2 separate regions of the Mus musculus genome follow, and region 2 is linked to region 1. A link is a contact called in public Hi-C data. All regions are on one chromosome and are shown on one strand. Each heading gives the region's core, a stretch centred on a gene start, on an enhancer-like site or on the middle of the called end of the contact. The rest is flanking DNA. Distances are from core to core; before and after follow the strand shown.

Region 1 (6,105 bases), core at 1,425-3,924:
CTATCCAGTGTCTGTAGTTGGTGTTTCTTTGTGTTTCTCTTCAATTTGTTTTTTGATGGTCTCTTACCTCTTTAAAGATAATTGCTAGGCTTATTTTTTAATTGTGTTCATTTCTTTTCCTCTTGTTTACCTTGTTCGGTTTAATGTATTTCTCCCAAAGAATTTCCCCTCCTCGAATGTCGAGCTATTTTTTTTCTTATTAGCTAATCTTTTACTCCCCTAGGACTATCAACTGCTTTCACAAATAGTATCTCGTTACTTTGGCCTTTTTTCTTCTTCCAGTGAATTGAAGGAAGATGGCCTCAAGGTCACAAAGGTACAATTTTCCTATCCCCAGGCCACCATTGCCCAGCACTGCCCTGGCCTGCCTCATGCTGATGTCTTCTCATGCTTTCAGAAATACAAGCAGACTCTTTGAAGATGGATGTTGAATGGAAGGTGGAGGCAGACTAACAGAATGCTCAGGGCTATCCAGCTGTCTTGATCCTGGCCTCTCCTCTTGGCTGGCCTGGCCCCCGGTGCCCATCGACTGCATCCTGCTACCGCTGCTTTCCTTCCCAAGAAACAGGCAACACCCAAAAGTAACCAACAGGGAAGAAAGAACATACCAGAAAGCTTCCTCAGCCAATCCCTGCATGTCCCTGGCTTCCTCGTCTTCAAACTGACGTTTCTCTCAACCAACCATCTTCCTGAGAATGCTAATACTTTTCTTAGTTAATGAAAAAAAATCTCATTGTTGAGTTTAGAAAGGAAAGAGAAATGCCATGCAAAGATGTGGTCATGTGCAACTTTACAAACACTAAGGCTGCACAGCAAATACCTAGCTAAGAATCCTTTGATTAAATAAGATAGAGGACGTGTGAGTAAGTGGAGTCACATCACATCCAGGCTCTCATCTCAGGCGCCCAGCTGTCCTGGCCATCTTTGAACCAAAAAGAGCTTCTCAGAAATGATTAAATTTTATTGAAGCTCACAAGGGATGGTAGAGAGAGAATATTTGACTACTTTTGACAATTATTCGAAAGCACTAACCCGAGGGAGGACAGAATATGAAATCATGGACATAAGCCCTTCTGAATGCAGTCCCTATCTAGTTCATCCTTTGTCCTTTAAAAGATTATTTAATTATTCTGTGCACATGAGTACTTTGTTCACACGTGCACAGTATGCATGCAGCGCCTATAGAGACTAGAAGGGGGCATCAGATCCCCTAGAACCAGAGTTACAGAACTGGTGGGCGACTGGTGGGCGCTGGGAAGTGACCCTGAGTCCTCTGCAAAATCAAGCTGCTCTTAAGAGCAAAGTTACCTCCCCAGCCTCTTCACTTTTTTCCTTCAAGTCACCCACAACACACTCTCTCTGTCTCTCCTCCTCTCCCTCTCCCTTCGCCCCCTTCCTTCTTTCTCTTCCTTTGCCTTCCCTTCTCTAAACTATCAGCTCCTGCCCAGCTTGGACGTTATTTTCTGCTGCAGTGCAAGGATCCATACAACAGTAACATAAGGCACTTTGATAAGTTTTGAGACCAGAAAAGTCATCCTTGTATTGCTTCAGTCAATTCTGAATAATCCATAAGTAATCTAAGATAAAGCGAGACACTTCTTGTGCCTCACTTAGGGAAATTCTGGACTAGAGAAGAAAGAACCAAGTTCCTTTTCTGTGCCAACAGCAGCTCAACATCTCCGCATAATCATTTCAGCCTTCTGGAGATATTATATTTCTCTTAGTAAAACAGCATCAATTATTAAGGGAAATCATTTTCTGGGTAAATGGATAGGGATGTTCTACAAGCAAAGCCCTTGGATTGAGTGTGAGATAAAATCACTGTTTATACTAATTGTACAGATATCATAAGACCTACACTAAGTCTCTCTGGGATTTAAAACCATTATCATGAGTTCTTGAAGGCTTCTTCTGAAGGCTGAAAACAATTAACGCTGACCAATCAACAACACTAAGACCCTTCCTAGTGACAATGGGCATTTCCTACTGTTCCACCTTTCCATTGTCACAGTCCTGAGTGTACACACATTTAGACATGAACACGTCACGTGAGCCTTTTTCTCTCTTAGCTTTCAACCATCTTCTCTACTCTTTGCCTACAGCAAAGTCCCATATCCACACTTCTCCAAATGGGAAAAAAAAATGTCTTTTACGAAAATTCTATTCGCCTGACTTGAAAAGTGAATTATTTAATGTAGACAATGGCCAACTGAGTATGTTTGGTGCCCTCAGATCAAAGACTTTCTCAGTCACAGACAAAACAAGAACAGACTGTGGAGACAACTGGCCCAGATCCTAACAGATTCGGTCTTCTCCGGTTTTGCAGGTGAAGCTATTGGCATCCCAAGAAGTTCTCTGCCTTACCAAACACAAGACAAGAAAGTGTGGGCAGGTGCACTAGAATGTGGGTCTTATGTTCCTGCTTTCTATACCATAGGCATTTAGCCCATGCCCTTATGTTCTCAACCCATCACATTCTCTGTGAACAGGTCAGGAAGATACTAAAGTCCCCAAGCTTTATTACTTCAAATCTCATCGACCATCTCGTTTCACAACTCCAATAAACTTCCCAATTTCACTCTCCGGGTTTCAACCACCTAGAGTTGACTATGCCATCCTCTGGCAGTGGGCAGATCACCAAGCAAGTACAAGGTCACCATCTAGTGGTAAATGCAGTAACGGCAGGTTACCCAGCATACCCTTGATTCTTCCACACCTCCTAATTCCATCCCTAAATGCACTTATGCCAGACAGCTTATTTTCAGCAAATTTCCAAAAATAAATTTCAAAGCTAATCAAGATTTTCCTATTATATAAGACATGAAGTAAGTTTAAATTATTTTTAAATGTAGGCGTTTACTAAGCCAGTGATCTTCCTGGTATTGCAGTAGATTGCAAGAGTTCTTAGCAGCGTTGTGCTTCCAGATAGATCGCATTGCAGATAGTTAAAGCAAGTCAGGGCTGTAGGTAAATGTTAATGTGTTTTCATTAAAGTGGCTCTAGAGTCAACATCAGCAAGGTCTTGGGAAATACACTCCAGGGAAATTGGGGCAAGCACATGAAGGGGTTCTGGGGAAAGGTAGAGAGGGAAGACGTGACTCTGATCAAAACACGTTGTGCACATGTTTTCATGTTTCTAAAATTAATAAATTCTGGTTCTTCTCTCAAACAATTATTTACTAAACACCTGCTTACTCTAGGGTATGGACAATAATATGACTATTTGTTACATACACACACACATACACACATGCACACACACCTTGGGAACATAACGGAAAGACTGTTCCATTGTGAGACAGAGGTTGCTGAAGATTATTGGTAAACAGTATCTTGAGGACATGATAAGAACTCACAGTAGCTATGGTCATCTACACATAACTCACACAAGATTGAGCCAGTCAACACAAGAGCATGGGTGAGAAAGTATTCACAGTTATTGTCAGTTCATGACTGCTAAGCGAGGGTCCGTTTTCTTTGAAGGTGTGGTCCCAGGAAAGTTGTCCATGTTGTGGTGATGGCCCAACATATGTGCACAGATGAGCAGCACTGGCTGCATGCTGTGGGTTATTACAACATGGAAGAAGAGAAAAATAAGAAACATTGACAGCTTTTGTGCAACCCCTTTCTAAGGAGCTTGCTACTGAGAGTTTGACCATGCTTCAATGAGTATATAGATAACACAGATGGGGCCTGATTTCTCCCTTGAGAGGGGTGCATGAATGAGAGGGTCCACCTGGGAGGAGTGTGATCTGGGTGCATTATATGAAGTTCCTAAATCATTGATAAGAACATTATGTTGCAGGGAGGGAAATTGGGGCAAGCACATGAAGGGGTTCTGGGGAAAGGTAGAGAGGGAAGACGTGACTCTGATCAAAACAGGTTGTGCACATGTTTTCATGTCTCAGACAGAAAGTAAAACATTATAATACAAAAATAGCAGGAAAATCAAGAGTGATCATATATATTTTAGTGATAATGAACATTTCCTATTCCTCTTCTTGTGGTCTCAAACCTGTGTGCATACGCGTGCAGGAACATATACACATCACAGCAGTGGGCAGGGCTCTAGACCTTTCTATGATCCCATACCTGTGTGCACACATGTGCAGAAACATATGCACAGCACAGCAGTGCACAGGGCTCTTTTCTTTCTGCTGCTAACCACCCTCCTCTGTTCTCTGTCTACAGGAAGAATCATGCAGTTCTCGCAGTAGGACAGATGGATTTTACAAAGACTCCATTCTTCTGTTCCCAGATAATACCTGAACAGCCTTCTACCAACCTTGCTTCTACTCAGTTTGTCTATGGGAAACTTCCCTAGTCTCTTGTTTCACATTTTCAACTACCTAGAAGATGGCACCTCCTGCAGCTTCAGCCGCTGCATGGAAATCAGGGGTGAGCAACTTGACCTCCAAACTCTCCTTCTTTCTCTTTGTTCATGGCCTTGAGGTGCCACACTCAGCAGCAACTCTAACTTCTTCTTTCCCAGTGTCCTCTCTCTAATCAGACCCAAGGGTGGCCAGGTCTGCACAGGCCTCATAATCCCACCCACACCCAATCCCCTCCCCCTACTACAGTGCTCCAAACCCCACTTCTCTGATCATAGTGGACCCTGGATTCCAGTAAGTATGTGTTCTCAACATGTTTGGTGAAAGTCTCTTAGACAAGGTGTTGAGTGAGTTCTGAGACTGAAGTGACAGAGATCGCCAGATAGCGGCCTTTTGAAAAGCCATGGTTTCCAAGTGAGTGGACAGAGAGGAAATTAAAAATGGATGTTTAAAACATCCCAAAGACTAACCGAGCACTCTTACCCTTTATTTTACACAATCAGAGTCTCTGTCCCTATTCCATAAGTGAGTTCTAGCAAAACTCAGAGACCCTGCGACCAGCTTTCCACAGGTAGATTTCAAATGTAGGAAAGACAAATACCTGTTTCTTTCAACCTCAGGTCTTACTTAAGTCGTCAAAGTCATTTTTATAAATTAGCAACTTTTAAACTTTTGAGGAGAAAGAGAGTTAATTAAGCAAAATAAAAAATGGTACATGTGTCTGGCCATAGCTGAAACTGTGAAACAAAACCAGCTTTTGTTAGTAGGAGGCAAATTAGCAATGTGTCTCTGTTTTGATCATTTTGCAAGAAACCTAAAATTTTAAATTATGCTTATTATAGATGGGAGAATTAGATCATCAAGTTGACGCTTGCAAAGCCAAAAAAGCAATTAGTAAGTCATAGCCATAATATTAATTTCTGATTTATAAGGTTTTATATGATTGATTGAGCCACTCTTTTTTATGGGTTGTTTGCACAATAGTCCCCTATGGGCTAGGCATGGGGGGACTTGGGAGTATAGAAATATAGTTTCATAATTGTCCTCACGAAATATGCCCTCTATCATAACAAGAATTTGTAAGAATCATAAGAAATGAGAGATTTAGACAGAAAATCAGATGCAGTTCTATGTGGAAGGGTCTGTGGAACAGGGATGGTGGGAGTCAGACAGACCTCACTGATGGTGCTCGGCTGGGATTTGGATGCTCAGTGTGGGTTTTATGAGAGCTTCCACTGGAGTTGGAGAATCCCAGCCAGAAAGGAAGACATGCTCCCAGAGTGTGGCACTCCCCACTGAAGCAACTTCCAACACATGGGATATACAGAGCCCCAACGATAGACAACAGAGAATGAACATGCTCTGAAATGATCACAATTATCAACACAGTGGCACATTTTCACAAGATGAGCAGATGCTGGGCAGTTTCCTTGCCAGCTTGGACATGCACTCAAATGACCAAGGATCATATGTACAATATGGGCAAACATATGTACGAATCTACTCCGAACACATAACCATTCCACAGCCCCTCCAAGTCCTCAAATTTACATACCATAAATGTGCCTAGTTTTCCATGACAATCATGAACTCATTAAAATAAAATTCTGCTAGCCTGTTTGCGATATCTGGTGTTCAGCTATTTGTGCAGTTACCACAGCAACATCTTGGAGGGATAAATATGGCAATAGAACATGCTAAAATTTTTTCTTTGTGCAATACTTTATGATCCTATTTCCACCAAAGGAGTTAAAGATGGTGCAGCAGAGTCATT
Region 2 (6,105 bases), core at 1,301-3,800, 910 kb before region 1:
GAAATTTAAAGTTCATTGTCTATAGATTTGAAGTGTGCAGTAGAATAGATTCCTCTGTTAGTAGTTACTGGTATTCTGTTCTATCTATCATGATATCCATGATATTTCTGGCCTTCCTGTTGGCGCCAGCCCCTGGCCACCTTAGGTGCAAACTAGGTGGACAGTCCCACGGTCCCCAGAGAACTCTAAATGTCCAGACGCCCTCTTATACCCAGGATGTTAGGATGTGAGTGGAATACAGTTGTTCCAAAACAATCATGAGGGGCCTGTGCCAGCAGGAGCAGGGACACAGGAAACCTGTCCGACCAGCAACTTAGGGTCCTTCTGGTCGGTTCTGGCCTAACTTGGTTTCAAACACAGTGGTCAGTTCCATGGTACCCAGAGGAGGTACCACTTCCTTGTGATGTATCATGCCCAGGATCTTAGGATTCCAGGATTCCAAAATCCCAGGAGCTTGTTCACACCAGGATCTTAGGATCTCAGAGGAAGCTTGAATGCCAAGAACTCTGATACACCCAGAATCTCAGGTTCAGAAGATCCCAGAATCACAGGATCACAGAGAGATCTGGTCTCTGAGGCATTCTGAATCAACCGGGATCATAGGAAGGACAGGCTCCAATCAGATATATTGAAGACAGTGAGCAATTGAGCTAATCCGATGGTGGGAGGCAAGCATAAGAACAGAAATTATAAGAAAAATATAACTTCAGTGTTTACAAATTTAAAAAAATGTATTTCTGTCTTTAAACGATTTATTCTTATTTTAATTGATGCAAATATGTGTCTGCGCAAGTGTTATATAAGGCCATGTTACATAGCTGCCAACAGATGCCAGAAGATGGTGTCAAGTCTTCTGCAGCTGGAGTGCTAAGAGGTTGTGAGCTCTGATGACAGGGTTCTGGGAACCAGAGCCTGGTTCTTGGCCAAAGCAGTGTGTGCTCTTCACCACTGAACCACTCTCTACATGTCCCCTCACATTTTCTTTTCTTCATTCCTATTGACTGTCCACTAAATTCTTTGGCAATCTGTACCTATGAACTCACTCTTTTTTTTTTTTTTTCCTTATTTCATTTACTGTCTCATGATTCTAAATTAAGAATCATATATCTGTACAAGTATTCTGAAATTATAATTTCCCTAAGAATCAAATAAGGACTTGCCATTCAGCACGTCTTGCTTGGGAACTAAGACACGTTGCTAATACTGTGCATCTTCTTGTCAAATTATTTAAGTTTCTGTAGGCTGCTGAGAACTAGGATATTCTATCTGGAAACAAGTTCACATTAATTGCCTCTGTGACTAGAAACATGGCAGGGAACTACTTTGCCCACAGTTACCTCATAAGTTAGAATCCTCTTAGCCCAATGCTACTGGTGTTTGTTCTCTCAAAAATCCTGTTTCTCCCATAGGAAAAATTGTCTCACATCAACTGGTCTGCTGTCCTCCCTTCCTCCCTCCCTCTCTCCCTCCCCCTTTCTTCCTTCCTTCCTTCCTTCCTTCTTTCTTTACTACCATTCTTTGCCTCTCTGTCTTTGGAACATCCAACTTATTTCTGTTAGGCTAGTAATTTAACAAAAACATGTAGACTATGCAGTATGGAGTCTAGTGAGAGAGGCAGGACAATCCATTTCAGTCATAATGCTGAAAATGCAAGTCAATTTACTTTTTAAATTAGCATATTCCATAATGTATAATTGTACTGACGAATCACATGGTACCAAGAAGTTGCTATCACTTTTGTTTCTGTGTATCAGTTAAACCAACAAAACCCAGATACAACTTCTGGAGTAACTGCAAAGAATATTATTTATTTTATGTTCTATTAAATCAAGGAAGGTCAGAAAGCAGATGATTGATAGTAATAAAGAAGCATAAGCTAATGATTTTTCTAATTCTAAAGGTTAGAGAAACCGCATGGCACTATCTCACACACACACACACACACAAATGCACCTGCCTGCTCCATCCCTCATCTATGTCTTTTAAATGTTTTCCTGTCAACTTGACTGTTGCTAATCTTTTAAAACCACCATAGTTATACGTTTATCTTGTCCAATTTTTGTCCAATTGTTCTTTATTTTAGAAAATTCATATTGCAAGGAGGATGCAAGTGACCTTGTCTGCCAGGTCATGTGTTAAAACATGACCATAGTACATATTTGAGATCACTACATTCAGTAGTACTCATGATCTCAAATTTTTACATGTTCCTATATTTAGTGATATATTAACTGATACACACTGCCTAGTAACCTGAAAAAAAAAATCAACTTCAGACTTACTTATGGATAGTGCAGTAAAGATATGTGTAACTCAGATTGGTAGCCACCAAAGTTGCAAAGCAGTATCACGTATACAAAAGCTTGTTTTCAGCAGCTGACTAGCAGATCTTACAATGCATGTCAGGTGTAGCACCCCTGCTCTTCAAACCACCCAGTCATTAAAACATTGCTGAAAGCACATTTCTCTCTGTTAGAATTTTCCTAGGGACTCTATCCAGGTGCATGAAATAGTTAGTCGGTCCACATGAGCATTTGCATTAAAATTAGATTCTGATTTGCATATCATTTGCATACTCCCACATAGTCTGTGCCATCTATTCTTAGCCAGCTTTTAGCAAAACATTATTTATTGCTACTGTTAACATTGACACTTTTTAGTTTTTCAACTTTACTTTCATCCTTACGTAATCTCTAACTCTAGAGTTTAATATCAAAGAAACATACAAAGATGGTAATGATGGAGAAAAAAATGTTGCTACTGGATTTTTTTCATGAAAAAACAAATGAAGCATATTTTGGGAACTGTTCTTCCACATTACATGCAGCATTTTTCTTTCTTTTTTAAAGTTCTCTTGTGGCAAGATCTATTTTTAGAGGAGATTATAAATTAGTAATGTAAATTTGTGAACTCAGAATACTTGGATTAATTCACTTATATGTTTACCAAATATTTACTGAATATTATTGTGCTCAGGTTACCTTTATGGAATATGAGCCATAAAGCATTAAGCAAAACACATTTTAAAAAAATACATGTTCTAAAGGTATGGTGGCACATGCCTTTAATCTCAGCTCTTACGGGGCAAAGACAGGCCTCCTGAGTTGAATCATATCATAGTCTATTAAGTGAATTTCTGGACAGCATGCTGGGCTCCACAGAGAAACCCTGCCCCCCAAAACAGCATGTTCTCAGAGTTTGTGCTCTAGTTGCTGAGAGGTAGGTTTGGTGATGTAAACAAGGGAGATGAAGAAATAACTCATATAGGTATCCAAAATTATATTAGTGTATTTGGGGTGATTTTACATGGCAAAACATATTTTAAAATAGGCAATAATCAGTGGATGAATGTTTACCTAGCACCTGTAAGTCCCTGGATTCAATCACCAGAAACAGAAATAAGCAAAAGGCAAAAAGAAATGAGCACCTTTTAATGAATACTGAAGTAATTAGATTTGTTGGGAATAAATCTAAAAATATTTATAACTTAAAAATGAGTCTTACACACTCAGTGCCATGGAAGTATCATTGTTCCAGTACAATGCCAGGTTCAATTTCAGACTTAAAATGATAAAGGAACATGTGAAACATCTTCATCTTTTCCTGAGTTGGTTCAAGTAATATACTCTAGGAACATAAATTTCCTTGCTTAGATTCTGATTGATTGAGACAATTTCCTTTATTACCTTATTTAAGCAACGAAAGGTGTTGAAAAATTCTAGCTTGGAAGAAGATATGGCAATTCTGATAAACCCAGACTAATCAATCCAAACCTCTGCAGAAACAATATAGATCTTTTTTTTTTTTCAAGAAAGCTACAAAACAGTACTACGTGAAGGATGTGTTCCACTATAAAGGGTTGGAGAAGAGTTTCTGAGCAGTAACTGACCTGGGCTGTGAAGTGCAAAAAGAGTGCTTTTAAAGTTTCTCCGGATGGAGCTGGTGTAGGGGTGTAGGGTGTAGAGGGAGTTGCTCATTGGTTATACAGACACTGAGAGCATGGAGAACATGATAAATACACACTGTTCTGAATCACACATTCCAGAGAAGGCAACTTGTGTTTTGTGTAGCAAGAAAAACTACATGTGTTTTAGGTCAAGCTGTTATAACAAGAAACAAAATAAAACAGCACCCCTCCAGGTTTATCATGTGGGCTTCACATTGCTACCTCTTTCTCTTCACTCACTCACTTCTCTTACTTATAAAACATAGATAACGTGAGTGTTCTTCAAGTACAACAAGGTTACATTTCATTTCGATAACTATTTCCGGAAAGCTGGAAATGATACGAGAAAGGAAAAGTTGATAACCAGTCTATCTTTGACCAGACATTCATATATAAAACTCTTTGATACCCATCATCTCTTTCTCAAAGGGAGCCACAGGCCAACTGTCTATGGCTTTAACTTGGTAGGCAATCTGTTTATTTCATAATCAACAACACTTTGCTGCAATAGTTTCACTGTAAGCATGCTACCTGCTCATGCTTCTCTCTCGGTAGGTAACTGAGGTTTAACTCAAGTTGAAGTATTGTTCCTTGAAGATTTCCTGAACTAGCCTGAATTCATGAACCTCCCTCTCTGAGAAACAATGGATGGTTTACAGCCTTTAGGAACCGAAGAGCCAATTTTCTTTAAGTGAGTGTTCCCATGGATGGTTCTACTCCTAGGAGTATAGATGGCACAAATTTGAGCCAATGGTCAATTAACTTAGAAATAAAAATTCAAAATTAAATTTATAAACACTGTGAACACTTAACGTAGAAAGGAAGCAGTAAAAGAACTCAACATAAGTATACTTTCTTAGCACCAAACTATGTGGGGAAAGTAGAGTCAAACTTAGAGGTAACAGAGAAAACATTCGGTTACTTACAGTTTAAACTAAAACACGGCATCTATTAAACTGCTAGAGTATTTAGGTAAAGCTTCATCATCTTGCCTTGATCTTTTGCTAACTATATCAACTTAGGAAAGATTTGAAGTTATAGCTGTTGTATTTACTTCAGTTAACAATTAAAAATTAGCTAAAATGAAACATTTTCTAGACAACTGCTGTGAATATTGATTCATCCTGTTTCAGAGCTCTCTGTGCGTAATTTACTACATTGTTGATATTGTTGATATACTACCTCTCATTGTCTCTTTTTTCCCTTATAAAATAAAGGGACACATGCCCATTGACTAAAAAAGTTAGTTTTTATAAAAAATAAAATTTCATAGAAGGAAATACTTGTGCTCTTATCTACAGTCTCCTGGGAAAAGTGAGAGAAGATCAACACAAGAAATTTATGTTTAAGAATTTAAACAAGAGAGAGGCGTATTGGACATACTTGTTATCTTAACACCTGTGAGGGAGACTCAGGAAGACAAGGAGCTTGAGGCTAGCCTGTCTCATGGGGAAATTAAAAAAACATATTTAATAAATAAGAAACTGCTAAAAGAATGATACAATAAGTACTGTACAGACAAATGTGGACGACGAAGCTCATGGAAGTTGATACTGAATCAGAAGGCAGCTGGCTGGTGAGGAAATGGACGTGCACTTGATCTAGATGAAAGGCTAAGGTACAAAGGACACTGCCATCGGGATGCATTACTGCCTCAGGACCACAGCTTTCTCCATCATCTCTGAAGACAATCGTGGAATTCCCTGAGACAGCTTTGTAGTGTCAATGTGGACAACTGTGTTTTCTTTCAGCGTTGAGTGGATCTGTCCTTTAAAGCGTACACTTCCATTTTTCTTATGTATTTGTTTAGGATCATATAATTTAATTATTTTTCCCTTCTTCCCTTTTCTCTATTCTCTTCTTCTTCCTTTCTTCTCTTCCTCTAAATCTTCCCATATTACCCACATATTGTTCTCATTTTACATTTATGACCTCTCTTTTTAACTGTTATGGCAAACACATACATATGCACACACATTATTTATACCTAAATATCACTGGTTCAGTGTATACAGTGTTGCCTGTATGTATGTTTTCAGTAGTGACCATTTGGTGCTGAATAACCAGTTGCCTATAATTCTTTGTGCAGGGTTGTGACCTTGTGAGCTTTTTCTCTGATCTAAGGTGTTACTTTAAAAAAATCCTATTCAACACTATGA

Evidence for each region. A called contact is a pair of places that touch in the nucleus more often than the background predicts.
Region 2: a Hi-C map of cortical neurons shows a contact between it and region 1, with 2.3 times the contacts expected there. The contact joins two enhancer-like sites. A contact is called at or near these places in 2 of 484 Hi-C or Micro-C datasets (cerebral cortex and cortical neurons).

What each region holds. Positions count from the first base shown.
Region 1 is chr17:88,950,775-88,956,879 of GRCm38.p6, reverse strand. No RefSeq gene overlaps it. Among named protein-coding and RNA genes, the nearest start is that of Lhcgr, 160 kb to the right of the region's middle. Within about 2 kb of position 2,674, at least 4 of the 459 cell types and tissues checked have an H3K27ac peak or open chromatin away from gene starts, as enhancers often do. A contact at or near this core is called in cortical neurons, where this site is marked.
Region 2 is chr17:89,861,631-89,867,735 of GRCm38.p6, reverse strand. No RefSeq gene overlaps it. Among named protein-coding and RNA genes, the nearest start is that of Gm41653, 110 kb to the left of the region's middle. Within about 2 kb of position 2,550, at least 6 of the 459 cell types and tissues checked have an H3K27ac peak or open chromatin away from gene starts, as enhancers often do. A contact at or near this core is called in cortical neurons, where this site is marked.